Linked DNA regions of Mus musculus: all the other regions are linked to region 1. A link is a contact called in public HiChIP or PLAC-seq and Micro-C data. All regions are on one chromosome and are shown on one strand. The core of a region is the stretch at or near the end of the contact, and the rest is flanking DNA. Distances in the headings are between cores, read along the strand shown.

Region 1 (3,538 bases), core at 900-3,399:
GATGTAGTATGTGTTAGGGTAAAACCCCTGCTTATTCTCTACACAGGCTGGGAAATCCCATCTCCCCTCCTTCCCTCAACCCTGCCCCACATAGAACCTGCCTCCCCTTTCTCCTACTGACTTGGAGAGAACACCAGGCTAACTTCCATCATTTCACTTCTAGTTTCTGGCAACCCACCCAAGAGGGCCCACCCAGAAGCTCAGGTTTTTACCATTATGAACGCTCCTGGCTGGCATGACATCAGTCCTCTCCTAATCGCTATAAACCTGCTTTGCTTTAGCCTAGATGATGTGACTTCACCTGTGAGATGGGTGAACCCACCTGAGAGCTACTTTCCAGCAAACCCACCTTTATCTACTTTTGATCTGTTCTAATCTGGCCTATATCTGAGTCACTGAAGGAGAGAAAAATGCCTATCAGTATGCAACAATAACAAGGCAATTTTAATTTACCCTGGCTGAAACTTCCTTCACAAATATGTTATCCAGTGCAACATTTTGTAACCTGAACTGTACGGACACTTGCTGTTAATTTGAGTGGGAACTTGAAGGATGGATTAAACATGGAAACAATGCTCCCTTCTCTGAAAAGAAATATCAAACATCATTCATTTAATCTAACCATCCTGTTGATCATATTAAGTGCCAGTTGCTAGAGTATTTTAAAACAGAGAGTGAGCTTTATTTTTATAATTTCTTTGCTTTAATAGCCAAAAGCATAATTCAATTCTAATTTATGAAAGGTCATACTAAACTTAAGTTGTGGAATGCCCTTGCAGTGCTGAGTTGTGATAAATAAGGCAACTAATAGCCAGATCGTAGATACAAAAAAAAAAAAAGATAACTACACAAAATATTATTGAATGCGTTTTTCATTATCTGCAAGTTTTACAAAAAAATTACAGCATGATCAGCTCATATACTTTTATTATCTGTTATGTTCGATACTTGTTTGCACTTTTCTAGTGCAATTTAAATAAATAAATAAACTATATTAATCTCCTTATTTCAACTTACAAAAGAAGAAAAGTGCATTATCTCCTTTGAAATAGGTATGACCTTTGGGCACTACATTTGTTAAATAGACTTAAAAAGAACAACAATATAGAGTATATTTTTCCTTTATCATTACAGAAATTTCCGGGTTTTTTTTTTGTTTGTTTTTTGTTTTGTTTTGTTTTGTTTTTTTGAGGTCCAAGTCCCAAATGTGACTCTCAAGTTGAAGCAAGGAAATAACATTGATGGCAGCCTGTTTTCATCTCTGAACATTTAAACACAAAATTTGCATGGAGACCTTTCAGATTCTGGACTTTAGGCTTGACCTGAATGATGTATATGTGTGTGTGTGTATGTATGTATGTATGTATGTATGTATGTATGTATGTATGTATGTTTGGTGTGTGTGTGGGGGTGGGGTGGGGTGGGTATAGAATAGACTGCCCAACGGGTTCCGAATAAAAGCAAAGGAACTTTTCCTATTTTCTGAAACTGTAACTTTGCCATTGACACTTAAAGGGATGGATTGGCTTCCGGTGTCTGGGGTACCGGAGGCCTCAAGCTCTTTGGGCAAAGTTGGTTTCTTGACCTGGACACCATCTTGAGTACTTCCAGTCAGAATAAGGAAGCTAGGACCCAAGCAGACAGAACTTTAACGGCCCTTTCAAAAGAAGCTCCGGTTGGCTTTTTCCTGGCGCCCCTGGCCGGCGTTTTCCGGGCTCTCCACGTGTGCGCAGGCGTGTGCCCCAGTCCTACCGCTCTCCTCACGGAGCGGCTCTCTCGGGCCAACCGACAGGAAGTGGAAGGGGCGAGCGGCGCTCTACAGGCTCCGCTCCTTTCCAGTGCCTGAGGGGGGGAAAAAAAAAAAGCAGCGGACGAAGCAGAGGAGGAGGAGGCTGGGCGCAGGCGCGTCTGGAGCGGAGACTTTGATGGCAGGTGCAGCCTCGCAGCATCTCTGGCCGCCGTCGAGGCGCGTGCGCATCGGTGTCCTGGGCCGAGGCAGCGCGCGGCAGGGAGGTTTGAGAGACGGCTTGAGGGGCGGGCGGGGTGGGGGGTGGGGTTGGGGGGGAAGCCGGGGGCGCGCGCGGGCCTGGGCGCGCTCCCGCTCAGTAGTGGCGCGCTGAGGGGGAGAGGGGGCGGGGCGCGCGGGGCCCGGCGGAGGAGCAGGCGCGCTGCGGCCCCGAGGGGGGGCACCGCGGAGCATCGCCTGCCCTAGAGCGCCCGTCTTAAGCCCGGCAGGCGCGCCGCAGCTTCCCTCACGCCCAGCCTCCGAGGGCGACGACGCGCGCTCCACAGACCCCGTCCGGCGGCAGAGGCGCTCTCCAACTCCCGCGCGGCAGCCGAAGGACGCGGTAAGCGGCGGGCGCCCGCAGCCGGGGTGGGGGGACGGGGAATGGAGCTGCTCCGGGATGCACAGTTGTTCTCTGTCCGAGGTGAGGGAGCGCCGGCGCCCTCTGAGGCGCCCGGCGTTGGGGTCTGTGGAGAGTTCGGTCTTGTCACCCTGCGGCGGGAGCGAATCAAGGGGGCGCCCGTCGGTCCCGACGCGGGACCTTGCACTTGACTGAGGCAGGGATGGGCGGCTGCGGCGGCCGCCTGGAACTCTCCGGCTCGCCGCCTTCTGTCTGAAAGTGCCTGAGGGCTGCGCAGGGAAGGGACTGTCCCCGGCTGCGCGAGCACCCGGGACCTGCACCCGGGACCTTTCGGTGACCGCAGTCGTGGACAGAAGACAGCACTGTCGCTCGTGGCCCGGGCAAGGCGGACCGGAGTGCGGGGCCGGGTGAGGAGGGGAGAGGCTGGCGGGTTGGCGGGCCGGGGGCCGCGCGGGGCGGTCGCCTGCTGCTAAGGAGCGGCGCGGCCCGGGATGGGCGCTGCGGGCTTGCAGGCGGTGAGCGCGGCGCTGAGCGCTCCAGGGTGCAGTGCGTCCGGGCAAAAAGGACGCTCGGAGGTGTCTCCGGTCAGCACCTGACCTGTGCGCTCCGGGGCATTGGCTTTGAGGGTTTCAAAAGTTGGATACCGAGGACATGCCACTCTGCAGCACTTAGGGACAGGATCACCGCTTCCCCCAGTACCCAGATGCGGTACCCAGGCGCGCAACATCTTTTAGAGCTCTGAAGGGCATGTGGAGGGACCGCAGTGCTCTGCGTCTCCCAAACTCAAGAAAAGATGGAAACTCTTCTGTTGCGGGAGGAATTAGCACAAGGGAAGGCAGGGGTGACTTTTGAAACCCTGACCCTTTGTTGAGCCTCCACCGTTGTGACACAGTGTCAAGACAGGGCACAGACTTATATTTCATAAGGCTGTCTGCCCTATTAAAAGATTCCAAGAAAAACAGTTAAGTTTGGGGGGTGGGGTGGGCGCAGGGCGGGAATGGATCATCTTAGGCTGTCAAATTGTACAACTTTGTTTAAATTTATGACAGGAATGTGCTGCAATTTGGCTAGATGCCAAATATGCCCTTGTTTCAATCTATAATGCCACATTCCCCCCCTCCCCCAAACAAATACCCACTTGAATGCAGGCTTACTAACCCATGAGCCTAGAT
Region 2 (3,079 bases), core at 550-3,049, 430 kb before region 1:
CATATTCTGTGTCACCTTTCCTGCTTTTGTGACCTCTGCTCTCTCTGTGATGACCTGGGGTTTCAAACATTCAATCCCTAAATTTTGTGACAAACTAAGAGTTGTAAGTGGCATTTTTTTTTCCTCTGTGGATTCTGTTCTGATACCTGAAATGGAATGTGAATGCGCTTGACAATCAAAACAGATTGGGAAGTAGCAACCACGGAGGTCTCTGGTTGATGGACGAGTGTAAAAATACTGACACCATTCAAAAGCTCACAGCTGGCTGTCAGGGAAAGGAAAGGGAGGAGATTAGGGCCGGGGTATTGACACTAATGCGAGGGGCTGTTCATTCATTCATTCATTCATTCATTCATTCATGCATTCTCTTGTTCATTCATTGGATTGTTTCCCACATACTTTTAGATCCTCTCTTAAATTAGAAACCAGTTTTAAATAAAGGCCTAAGAGTTTTCCAAGTAATACATAAAAGTGGTAACACTTACTTTCCGGTAATAAACTGGCTCCTGGACGGTGTGCAAATAGGCTGGACATAGTAGTTCTCTAGCTTAACTCCTTCTGCAGCGAGTTTATCAAGGGTGGGCGTCTTTATCTCAGATCCGTGGTAACCCACATCTCTAAATCCCTGATCATCAGCTAAGATAAAAATGAGATGGGGCTGGGAGGTGCCTGCTGTGCCTGCTTCAGGTCTCTCATCAACTTGAGCTTTTAGGGACCCCTCCTCTTCTAAGTCCTGGCCCCAGCACAGGTAGCCATAGGTGAGCAGGCTGAGGACCGAGAAGCCTGCCAGGGCACCCATCGCTAAGAACTTTCCAGACCAGGCCCAGGCCTGTGGAGATAGCGGAGGCAGAGGCTCCGCACTGTCCCTGGGGGCCATTCACTCTGGTCCCACAGGAGACTCCACAAGCAGAACCCTGCCCCCTTTGCTGCTGCTGGTCCACTCATACATGCGAAGGGGTAGAGACAGCTGAAGGAAGGCTGCGAGGGAATCCTGCTCCCTTCCCCAGATGCCACCACTTCCCACAACTTCAATCCTCTGGAGGTAACGGTTTAACTCATGAACATTGGAAAAACTAGAAGGGAGCAGATGTCCTCTTCACTGACTTGCAGTTCTTTACTTTTCAATTTTTCTTTTACCTCCTAACATCACCCGGCAGCTTGCAGGAAAGAAAAAAAAAGTTAGCATCTTCACCCAAAAGTTCTCACGAAGAAATAATAAAAATAATAAAGGACAAGAAAGGGACTGAGAGCCACACAGGACAGGAACGTCTGGCAGTCATATCATCCTCCACATCTTCGGGGAGCAGGACTGTGTCCATGCGCAGGCAAGCACCAGGCGTGGTGGGACTGACATCGGTCCAGCGTTCCAGGCACCCGGGAAGCCTTGCCAAGTTGCCCCAAGGAACCCCTTGCTTATGGATGAATGACAGGCTGAGCCGAGGGGACCTTCTTCCTGCTGGCCGCTACTCCTACCTTTTCAAGGCTAGTTCCCCATTTTCCGCTGAGCGTTTGTCAATCTTCTTGACCCCTCTCCGGGCCCCCGAAGTGAGAAAGGATCCTGCCCCAGCCGGCCTCCTCTTCAGCAATTCCTTCTCTACCCCGAAGCGCTTGGGGACATTCACAGAGTCCTGGGCGGCGATCGCAGAGCGCACGTGTCCCCTGTGGGTGCTGCAGCTGCTCCAGCGTGCCCTTGGGTGGCTGACTTAGTTCTAGCCATCTGTGCTTTCCTCCTCTGTTCGCCAGGCAGTCGCAGCCGGAGATCCATGCTTGCTGGTTGAGGGCGGGCCCAGGCCGGGGAGGCGCTGGCTCTCCGCCCTCCTTTCTGCGAGGAAAAGGATGGACCCGAGAAGGGCGGCTTTGCTGCGGGGCGGCTCCCTGGGGTCCCCAGTGAGACTCCTCAGTGCAGGTGAAAGACCATCTTTCTGTGGGTCTGCCCATAGACGATGCCCCTTGTCCATCCCGAAACGTTGGAAGCTACTGGAGCGAGTGAGAAGAGAGCAGGAGAATCAACAGATGGCACAGAACACTCTGTGGCTGGTTTTCCTTCATTGCTCAACTACTGCACCCCCCCCCCTTCCACCCGCCACCCATTCCCATCCCTCCCTGGCTTTGCCGTTTCTTTTCTTTTCTCTTTATTTTTACTGACAGCCACAAGTGCAACTTTTAAACTAGTACTTTTTCTGTCAACAGTTGACTTTTCCGGTCTCATCACTCTCTTCCTTAGTGAAGATGTTAAGAATGTAGGCTTTCTGCCTCTCTCCAAACTTGGTTTTTCCCGCCAAGAATGTAGAAAGAGAGGAAGGTTACACCCCGAAGAAGGAAGCCCATCTGTCGCATAGTGTCGAGTCAGCGATTCATGCGCTAACCTGGAACTTACTACATACCTGATGGTAACTCTGAGCATCTGATGCTCCTGTCTCCACTTCCCCAGACTGTAAGATTTCTCGAAGCCAGGTTCATATAGTGTTGAGTGAACACACACACACACACACACACACACACACACACACACACACACCCTCGGCGTACTGTCATATAATGTTGAGTCAACCCCATGCCATCTGCCAGCTGAGCTCTGCCTCCAGCCTTTGGATTTGTTTTGTAGTGAACATAATATCACCGTGTATTCTCTTCTCATTCCTCCCCTCTCTCTCCCTTTCTCTCTTTCCATTTATATCTCCTTTCTTTTGTTTCTCTCCTCTCCCTACAATAAAAGATTGCTTTCACTGAGAAAACATACTTTATTTTTTACCATAGTTAGAACCGTTTAAAACACTGCCCAGAGGCAGGATCTTTATAGAAGAGGCATCAATGCCAAAAGCGGTGTATATATATGTTATTCCCAATGTTTTCAACACTTTCTTACTGAACACCTAGTATAGCCTGGCATACAACATGCAAGATTCAATTAATGACTAAGTCATAATTCCAAGTTTCATTTAGCTGTTACTTTTAATTCCCTTCTGCTATTACACAGTTCCTGTCAACTTTGCAGGCAAACTTGGTGAAATGGAAACTTAAACTGGGAGACAGAATGCTGTTTCATGCAGCTAATTTTGCCAACATGAGCAGGCAGTGG
Region 3 (3,520 bases), core at 95-2,594, 510 kb before region 1:
AGTCCATAGCCATCACAGGGGGAAGCAGGGCAGCAGGCAGGCAGACATGGTAATGGTAGCAGAGCGCTTACATTCTATATTCAAGTAGATGATGATGGAGAGAGAGAAATTGGAAATGGCTTGGGCTTTTGAAACTCCAAAGCCTACCCCAGTGACACACCTCCTCCAACAAAGACCACACCTCCTAATCCTTCCCAGACAGTACAATACCCTGGGGACCAAGCCCAAGCATTTAAATGTATGGGGACCATTACTATTCAAACTACTACATCCCAGAAGTCCCAACTGTACCCTTTTAATAATCACCTAATACTCCTTCCTCATCAGAATAGCATTCCAGTGTATGAGTTTATCACGTTTGCGCTCCAACTCGTGCTTATTTGGAGAACTTTCCAGCACTAAGCTACTAAGAATACTGTTGTTATGAATTTCTACACTTTTATACAAATTTTAGTGAATATATAAAACACACTTTTGTAAGTATATACATAAAAGTACACATTCTGTGCTGTAATGGCACACACAGACATCTTGATGTAACCAAAAATATTCCATATGTACTCATCTTCACTGGCATGGCCAAAAGAAGTCAGATGAAGTGGTTTTATTGAATTAGACTCTTTTCAGATGCTTACCATAATCACTAATATTTTATAGTCTCATTTCATTGTAGCCTTCCCATAGTAGTGCATAGCTGGAGTACTATGATTTTTATGTATATTTTTTTTGACGCTTGATGGCTCTGAGCTCATTGTCATGGATCTGTGTTATCTTTCATGATGAACTTTGTACTTCTCTTATTGATGTGTATAAATTTCTTATGTGTTTCAGGAACTAATCTTTTGTGAAACTTATTAACTGTAAACAATTTCCCTAGTGGCAATTTTCATTTAACCCTATGTATACTGTATAGTTTGCTGTTTTTAAGTGTACAGGTTGCGAATTTTTAGAATATTACCTATGCAGTTGTACAGCCATCCCTATGGTTCAGTTATAAAATACTCACTTTATCCCCAAAGTTTACCTCACTCCTATTTGTGCCTAATCCCTGTCCTAACCTGTACCCACAGACAGTCACTGGTCAATGTTAAAGCAAATATTTTCATGTTTCAGAAAAGAGTCTTCTGAGCAAATGTTACCAGCATCTGGGTAAAGGAAAATGGTTTAGAAAGGCTAGTAAACATCATTATTTTCCTCAGAGCCAAAGGGTTGTCAGGCTGGGTTTTTCACAAACTCTTAGCTTTCTAAGAGAACTCATTTGTGTTTCAAAGGCTTGCAAATGAGAAGCCAAGGTGGTGCAGTCAGTGTGGTTCCTGCTGTGGAAACCGGAAGACCAGAGTTTGGGTCATTCATACTCAAACACACACTCACAGTGATCTCTAACCTCAGCTCCAGTGGTGGTGCAGTGCAAGGCAAACTGGATCCCCAGAATTCAATAGACAACTGGTAAATAAATGCTGGTTCAGTGAGAGACATTGTTAGAAATCCAAGATGGAGAGCGATAGAGGAAAATGATATGTCTACACACACACACACACGCACACGCACACGCACACGCACACGCACACGCACACGCACACGCACACGCACACGCACACGCACGAAGCTCCCTACCCCCACTTAAAATTAAAAGGTGGAAGGGGAAGGAGGTGTTTTTTGCTCAGATAGGAGGGGCAGGGACACAGCAGGTGTGCTTTCTTTTATTAAACTCTTGGTTCCCAAATGCATAGTTCTTATCTAATAGTGACTCTTGACCCTTGCAGGAGCTTTGAACATATGCTTTGACATTATTGCTGTGCTGGGTGGACTCTGACATGTTCTACAAGACTCTCTTCTTTGAGATAACGGATAGAAGTGAAACCTAAGCAGAAAAATCGATCCTGGCTCCCAGTGAGAATTCACTCCACATACACAGGAACAAAAGTAAGCAAAAAGCTCTTTAGTTGTAGTATGCATCTAGTTTTGGCTAATACCCAAAAAGGAGCTAGCCTCAAACAGAAAACTTGACTAACCTATTTAGACTGTACGTTTATACATTCCACCTACATGGATATACTTAAACCTTTTCCAGGTCCTGGCCCCAGGTTACAATTTGAACAATTTAAACAGAGACAGGAGACTGTAATCTGGCAGTTTAGGCAGATGAGAGACTTCACTGTAAAGATGTTGCCAGGATTATTTTGTAAACCTGTGGTGTTGGTTTTTTTTCCCAATAATTGTCACATAAGGTCATCTTGCCAAACATGGCTGAATTATGCTTTCCTTAAGAAAATAAAGAGGGCTTTATGTGGACCAGGGCTTAAGATATGCCTGATAGAAGTCTTTCATAGGCAAAAGAGCCTAATGACTCACTACAAGTCAGGATTGTCTCCTTTGTTATGGGAATGAAGCCAAATATCTGATCAATTCTGATCACCATTTACATGCTAGCAGTCCTAAATTTGGGTTTATTCCAAGCAAACCTGGTTAGTGCACTGCTTATCTTTGGGGTATTTTAGAGGCAGAGCCTCCTTAGAGGAAGTCTACTTTGTGTGACCTAATGTCTCTTAAGCAAGTTTATTGGTAAATTTTTTTATGACATCAACTCTATTACTTCAAGTTCTTTTTGCATCAAAATCTCATCTATTTTGCTGACAATCATGATAGCTTGTTTGAAATGATTCCCTTTTCTGTTCTCTTATTCTTTTCTTGCTGCCTTCCTCCTCCTCCTCCTCTTGCTCTTCCTCCTCCTCTTCCTCCTTCCTTCCTGCTCCTCCTCCTCCTCCTCCTTCTTCTTCTTCTTCTTCTTCTTCTCTCTCTCTCTCTCTCTCTCTCTCTCTCTCTCTCTCTCTCTCTCTCTAAATCGAGAAAGTCTTGCTGTATATAGTTCAGGTGGCCTTGAACCCTGGCAATCATCCTGCCTTAGCCTCCGGAGAACTGGGATTCTATGCCTGCACCACAAGGACTGGATTTTGAAACATGATTGCCTAGAAGAAACAGAAGAGAGAGCCACTTCTTTTTTTTTTTAAATATAAATGCTTTATTTAACAGTTGCAGATCATTCCATGGGCTAAGTAGTGGATATCCAGAACCCCACCAGCTGCAAGATTAACGCAACCTTCGAGCTTCTCTTTCTGACTACAATAGGGTGAGCATGTCACCCTCTCGAACGGGGCCTTTGACATTTCAGATGATAGAGCGGCTGGTGTCATCCATGAATTCCACTCGCACCTGCGTGCACTGTCCCTGCGAACCGGTCCTGCCCAGCACTTTGGTTACCCTAGCCAGCTTGATAGGCTGCACGCAACTCGTGTCCATGATGGCGGCGATCTGGCGGAGGAGAGCCACTTCTGACTGGCAGGGTTTGAGAGAAGCCAGCAAGAACAGCAGCAGACGTTTTGAAGAGGGTACAGAAAGAGCCTCCTTAGCAAAAGTCTATTTTGTGTGACCTAAATGTCTCTTAAGCAAGAGGCTTGTGCTAAGGGCAGTGAGTCAGTTGGTCTGTGGGTCAGGCAGGTCAAATGGTGTTTTTGTCTTTAGT

What was found. A called contact is a pair of places that touch in the nucleus more often than the background predicts. HiChIP or PLAC-seq counts read pairs in DNA pulled down with a chosen protein or histone mark.
Region 2: a contact with region 1 is called in an H3K4me3 HiChIP or PLAC-seq map of neural tube, with 4 times the contacts expected there. The contact joins the promoter of Arsj here to the promoter of Ugt8a in region 1. A contact is called at or near these places in 1 of 39 promoter capture datasets (embryonic stem cells), 2 of 484 Hi-C or Micro-C datasets (cerebral cortex and embryonic stem cells) and 2 of 115 datasets of contacts at active chromatin or transcription factors (neural tube and stem cell-derived neural progenitor cells).
Region 3: a contact with region 1 is called in a Micro-C map of embryonic stem cells, with 1.8 times the contacts expected there. The contact joins the enhancer-like site here to the promoter of Ugt8a in region 1. A contact is called at or near these places in 3 of 39 promoter capture datasets (cranial neural crest and liver), 2 of 484 Hi-C or Micro-C datasets (both in embryonic stem cells) and 1 of 115 datasets of contacts at active chromatin or transcription factors (embryonic stem cells).

Annotation. Positions count from the first base shown.
Region 1 is chr3:125,937,263-125,940,800 of GRCm38.p6, reverse strand. It overlaps Ugt8a (UDP galactosyltransferase 8A), which reads left to right and starts at 2,149. Exons shown (of 6, transcript NM_011674.5): 1 at 2,149-2,348.
Region 2 is chr3:126,362,572-126,365,650 of GRCm38.p6, reverse strand. Arsj (arylsulfatase J) reads right to left here and starts at 1,799. Exons shown (of 2, transcript NM_173451.3): 1 at 486-1,799. The coding sequence starts at 877. Gm35408 (a long non-coding RNA gene) reads left to right here. Exons shown (of 3, transcript XR_376049.2): 3 at 1-98.
Region 3 is chr3:126,447,520-126,451,039 of GRCm38.p6, reverse strand. It overlaps the pseudogene Gm20568. Among named protein-coding and RNA genes, the nearest start is that of Gm46823, 19 kb to the left of the region's middle. Within about 2 kb of position 1,344, at least 10 of the 459 cell types and tissues checked have an H3K27ac peak or open chromatin away from gene starts, as enhancers often do. A contact at or near this core is called in embryonic stem cells, where this site is marked.